2 separate regions of the Mus musculus genome follow, and region 1 is linked to region 2. The links are chromatin contacts, called in public Hi-C maps. All regions are on one chromosome and are shown on one strand. The core of a region is the stretch at or near the end of the contact, and the rest is flanking DNA. Distances in the headings are between cores, read along the strand shown. Region 1 has its middle 16 kb from the start of Gm34770. Region 2 has its middle 8.3 kb from the start of Gm34322.

Region 1 (2,710 bases), core at 173-2,672, 210 kb after region 2:
CAATGGAGGAGAAAAGTGATCCAGTCCACATTCAGTGTCGCACAGCACCACGGCTAAGGGCATGAACTCTGCAGGCAGAGGTCAGACTTAACTCTCCAGCTTCCAACTATGAAGTCTCAGACCAGCGTGGGACTCTCGAACTGACCACGTCTCTTCACCAGCATCACGGGCAGATTGGGTGTTAACATTCACAGCCATTCCCAGAGGCCTGTATCAATGGCAGCACAGGTATGGTACTTACAGAAGGTCTGCACAGATCAGGCCAGGCGGCCTGCAATTACAACTGTCACTGTTGCCACTACTGTACATCCAGTGGCAAAAGTGCCAAACTCTCTGTTTATCCTTAGGTAGGTGAGAACAATCAGAGCTGTCTCCAGATTTAAACTCCAGTTGCCATCAGCAGCCAGATAACCACGACCATGACTGATATATTTGTCTTAGGTAGGGTTACTACTGCTGTGATGAAACACCATGATCAAAGCAACGCGGGGAAGAAAGGGTTTATTTGGCTTACACTTCCCTTTACTGTTCATCACTGAAGGAAGTCAAGACAGGAACCCAAACAGGGCAGGGCCAAGCTGATGCAAAGGCCATGGAGGGGTGCTGCTTACTAGCTTGCTCCCCATGGCTTGCTCAGCCTGCTTTCTTATAGACCCCAGGACCACCAGCCCAGGGGTGGTACCACCCACAATGGGCTGGGCCTTCCCACATCAATCACTAAGAAAATACCTTATAGCTGAACTTAGAGAAGCATTTTCTTTGATGAGCTTCCCTCCTTTCAGACGACTCTAGCTTGGGTCAAGTTGACATAAATCCAGCCAGCACACTATTTAAACATTTTCATTCCAGCTGGCAAGGGCCAGCTTCTCCTATCCTCCTCCTAACCTACCTGACCTCTCCAGGCCTTCCCCAAGAGCTGGAAATAGAAGTCTGAAGTAAGCATGAGAAGGCTGAACCTCTAAGCCGGTTCTAAATGGACTATAATCTAAGCTGGATTATGCTCAGTCAAACGTGAATTTTAAATAAATAATAAAGTTTGAAATGTGAGTATATCCCAAAACATTGCATACTGAAAAAGATTTCTCTCTCTCTCTCTCTTTTTTTTTTCTGAAATTTACCGGCAGATTCTGTGTATATATGTGTGCGTGTGCAAACGCATGTGTGCGCACGAGAGTATGAGCAGTGCTGAGGTTTGAACTTAAGGCCTAGCACCTTGCACATAAATGTTCCCAGTCCGCAAGCTGTATTTTGTCTGGTAATTTAATCTACATGTTTATTTCCTTTCTAGAACAAAGCAAGAAGGGGACTGAAAAGCGGCTAAGAGGATGCAGAGGTCCCGAGAAAAAGCTGAGGCTTGGAGAGACCATGCAGGAGCCAGCAGGGAGGAGGCAGAGGAGGGCAGGGCTGAGGAGGAAGAGCCCTCCCTCTCTGCAGCTGCTTCCTGTCCTCTCACCACCTCCCCCAGCAGTGAGCTGTGGACAGGGCAGAGGATATTGGGCACGTCTCAGAAACCCGAGTGTGCTCTCTGAAATGTCAGCTGAAATAAACCTGGCTGATCCTCCTCGATGGCCCATCACATTAATATCCCCGAAATTCCAAGTGGATTAAAATAACCACGAGCATGACACCGTTTGGAAGGCTGGGGATTTGCTTGGAAGAGGAGGCCCATTGGCGAGCGTTCTCCTAATTGCCGCTTCGTATAAATAGAGTGCTCTTTAATATTGCCACCAGCTCTGGCTGACAGATTTAGATCGGAGCTGTCGAAGTCATTAGTGCCCAGGCCGTGGTAAACCGAGGCTCTGTTAGGGCTGTAAATGGGATTCTCACGGGCCGATCAATCTTACCAAAGCCGCCAGCGTTGCTTGCTGATCTGCAAGGTCCTGAGTGGCCACAGCTTCCCAGAAATGCGCTTGCATCTGTCAGAATTATGAGCAGCTGGCAGCTGACTCAAAGGTCATATTTGCTGCTAGTGTGGAAATAGAATCTCCCCAGTACAAGAAATGCTACTTAGCAGTATATCAATTGCAGGCGGGTCATTACAGGAGTGTGTGTGTGTGTGTGTGTGTGTGTGTGTGTGTGTATGTATGTGTGTTATAGCCTGGCTTGCCTGGGACACACTTTCTCTAGGTTCACACTGAGCTCACAAGCAGGTGTTCAGATGAAATTAAACAGTGACGAGTTTCCAGAGAACTTTGCAGCATGAATGTCCTAAGGAAATTCTTCTGTCACCTGACAAATACTTAGCGTGTGCTCACACTGCCCAAGACTCTCTTCTAGGCACAGGGTAGAGACTTGGTCCAGACATCTCCTAGTCATTGGCTATGTGTCTTTAAACATATTGTCAGCATCTCGGAGTCTTGCGTTCTTCATCTTTAAACGGGGTTTATAATCCCTATTTGTGAGATTCCTAGGAAGACGGGAAGCGGCAAAGGATCCTGAGGTATCAGGAGGGACTGAGCTCCTAGGCACTGTCAGCGATGGTACGGAAATAGATGCCAGGGCTGTACAATAGTGGATGGTACAGGGGAGAGAGCCAGAGGACCAGCATGGTCTGAAGGGGTGAACCACCATGGACACCCCATGAAGAGGGACCAAAAGCCTTCCAGGTATGTCTGCCCTTGGACACTGCGGCATAGTATTTGGACTTTAAAACTATTACAAGAAATCTCCCAACCAGGCACCTTCAGACCCCCTGGAAAGCATTTTATTC
Region 2 (2,809 bases), core at 17-2,516:
CGAAGGTGTCTGGCAGTGGGCAGCTGGCAGGTAGGCTCAACCATGGTGAGTGTGGTTTAGGCCATGTGAGAATCATGAGCTTGAAAGAGTGACCTATAGCAACCAGAGAATGGGGTGGAGCACTGTTGGTAGTGTGTTTACTTAGCAAGCACAAAAGCCCTGGGTTGGAGTTCCAACATCCCATAGAACTAGGTGTTGTGACATCCGTCTATACTTCTTCTCTTGGGAGTTGGAAGCAGGAGGATCATACATTTAAAGCCAGCCTGGGTTACTTAGCAAGAAGACAACAAGGGCTGCTTGAGACCCTGTTTCTAAATAAATAAATAAATAAAAACATAGAAAAAAGTATTCTGAAACAAGCAAGGGAAGAAGGGCCCTCCTCCCTTTACCTACTATGTCACATGATGCATCATGCATGAGTCCATGGAGCTCAGCAAAGGCCCTTAGGGACCAGTCTATCTGCTGGGCCAGTGCACAGGAGTCCTGTTGCCGCCAGACTCAGAGCTGCAGGTCCCAAGTCCTTGGTGGCCTGGGTCACTGTCACCCTACATTAAGAGAAGCAGTTCTGTTATTCACCCATCTCAGATTCATGGCACAGACCTCACCTCTGACCTTTGCCTCCCTTTGTCCTCCCAGTCCCGCCTGGTAGCCATGACCTGAGTCTCCTCATATCTGGGACAATTGCCATATTCCTCTCTCTCCATCACACAGTCTGGGCTTAGCGCCCCTGCATCACCTCACAGGCCCCTCGACTATTATCATTGACTTATTCTGGGTCCCATGGTGAATGACTTGATCTTGGCTCCACCTCTCTGAAGCTAAGTATGGCCTAACTTCCCACACCGCTCAGCCTCCATGTAAACAAGAGGGGGTGATGGGGAGGGTCTGAGCTACGACTCTGTCCCAGATGACTGTCTTAATTGATTTGTCCTTTGTGTATCTGTGCCTCAGTTTCCCTCCTAGAACATGGAGGGGAAACCAGATCTCAGAAAGCCAACCTGTGCCACCATAGACAAAAACCCCAGAACAGCCTTAGTTCTGCTCTACCACAACCCCATTCTGCATGCTGGATGTCAGATCAGCTGTGTGGAGGGGCCCAGGCCCCCATTTGCCTTACACCCATGGGCACCCCGCTCAAGTCCTAGCCCAGCCCCAAGGCGGCTCATCTCAGCACTCTAGGCCACCGTGAGCACAGCGGCTGCTCTTGCCCCTCAGGCGGCCAGGCTGAGCAGATGGCAGGGGAGGCAGCGGGCTGTCAGCTGCTGTTATCTCTTGCTGATGACACGGAGTGTAAATTTTGTTGGCAACACTCCCTCCTGCCTCTGCATGCCACCAGCTTTAATCACTGTAATTGAGTTATAATGAATGATTGTGCATTCACATTGTCTGAGCCAGGCACAGCCGGAACAAGCCAGTGAGCTGGGCGGTCCAGGCAGGGATCTGCACTACTCACAGAGGGGGCATTGCCTCCCTCCGGGCCTCAGACTTGAGTCCCGGGCTTTGCCCGCCTTCAGTTTTCTTCCCCAGTATGGAGGTGGCTATCCCCACAGTGTGTGCATACCTTGTGCTTTACTGTATTATCAATTTGAAATGACAATGAATTCAGACTGTGGAGAATTGGGGAGATATAGATAAACAAGAAGAAAAAGAGTGACAATGATAGAGGCCACTGTGTCCCAGACACAGGGTTATAGTCAAACTGCTGTCCTCTTCATTTTGGTATTCTTTCAGAGTTCATGGCTTTAAAAAAAAAAAAAATTCATTTAAAAAAAAATAGAATCTCTAGCCCAGGCTATTCTTGAACTCACTATGTAGCCAAGGATGACTCTAACATCTCTGTTCCTCTACCTTCCAAGTGCCAAGATCATAGGCATGTACCATTACCTTGGATTTATGCCATGCTGGGGGTGCAGGGGGATGCTAGGCACATACTCTCTGAGCTACAGAGTCAGCCTTTAGATGTCTGTTCTGCTTTGCTTTGCTTTGCTTTGCTTTGCTTTGCTTTGCTTTGCTTTGCTTTGCTTTGCTTTGCTTTGCTTTGCTTTGCTTTGCTTTGCTTTGTTTTGTTTTTGAGACAGGGTTTCTCCGTGCAGCCCTGGCTATCCTGGAACTCGCTCTGTAGACCAGGGGAATCTGCCTGCCTTTGCCTCTCAAGTACTGGGACTAAAGACATGCTCAGACTGCCCAGCTTTTCAGACTTTAAAAAACATGAGAGGAGTTACAGTTGCTGCTCTCCCCCATACTGCTGTAGTGAAGTCTGAGTGAGTCCTCATCACAAGACCTATTGCACCAACTCTGCTGTGGGAGGGGCACTCTCCAGAGCTGTCAGCCTAGGCTCAGAGGCTGTGTGTCCCGCCCCCTCCTACTTCACACAGCTGGAAGGCTGGCTGCCCAGCTGCAACCTCTTGCTGAGCCTGCTTAGGGTAGGGCACTCAGCATGCAAATGACAAATGACTCTGCTCTGAAACATTAGGCATTTCTCCCTCCGCACTTTCTCCAGACCCCCTCTACACAGAGAAGCAAGAGCTTAAGGTTTATCTCTTCCAGGAAACCAGGGGTAATGAGCATCCCCGAGTTCTGCTGCCGCTGGCTGAGTTGGAGCGCAGCTGTGATGGTTAATCTCAGTTGACAACTTGACAGAATCTAGAATCACCTGGGATGGGCCTCTGGGCATGACTAAGGGGAATTCTGTTGATTAGGCTAATTGAGATGGAAAACCCTGCCCACTGTGGGTGGTACCATTCCCATGAGCTAGGATCCCGGACTCTATAAAAAGGAGAAAGTGAGCTGAGCCCCAGCCTCCATTGCT

What was found. A called contact is a pair of places that touch in the nucleus more often than the background predicts.
Region 1: a Hi-C map of myocytes shows a contact between it and region 2, with 2.3 times the contacts expected there. The contact joins two enhancer-like sites. A contact is called at or near these places in 3 of 484 Hi-C or Micro-C datasets (myocytes, nephron progenitors and uterus) and 3 of 115 datasets of contacts at active chromatin or transcription factors (cardiomyocytes, fibro-adipogenic progenitors and pancreatic cancer cells).

Annotation. Positions count from the first base shown.
Region 1 is chr9:61,644,314-61,647,023 of GRCm38.p6, forward strand. No RefSeq gene overlaps it. Among named protein-coding and RNA genes, the nearest start is that of Gm34770, 16 kb to the right of the region's middle. Within about 2 kb of position 1,423, at least 38 of the 459 cell types and tissues checked have an H3K27ac peak or open chromatin away from gene starts, as enhancers often do. A contact at or near this core is called in myocytes and uterus, where this site is marked.
Region 2 is chr9:61,432,960-61,435,768 of GRCm38.p6, forward strand. No RefSeq gene overlaps it. Among named protein-coding and RNA genes, the nearest start is that of Gm34322, 8.3 kb to the right of the region's middle. Within about 2 kb of position 1,267, at least 132 of the 459 cell types and tissues checked have an H3K27ac peak or open chromatin away from gene starts, as enhancers often do. A contact at or near this core is called in myocytes and uterus, where this site is marked.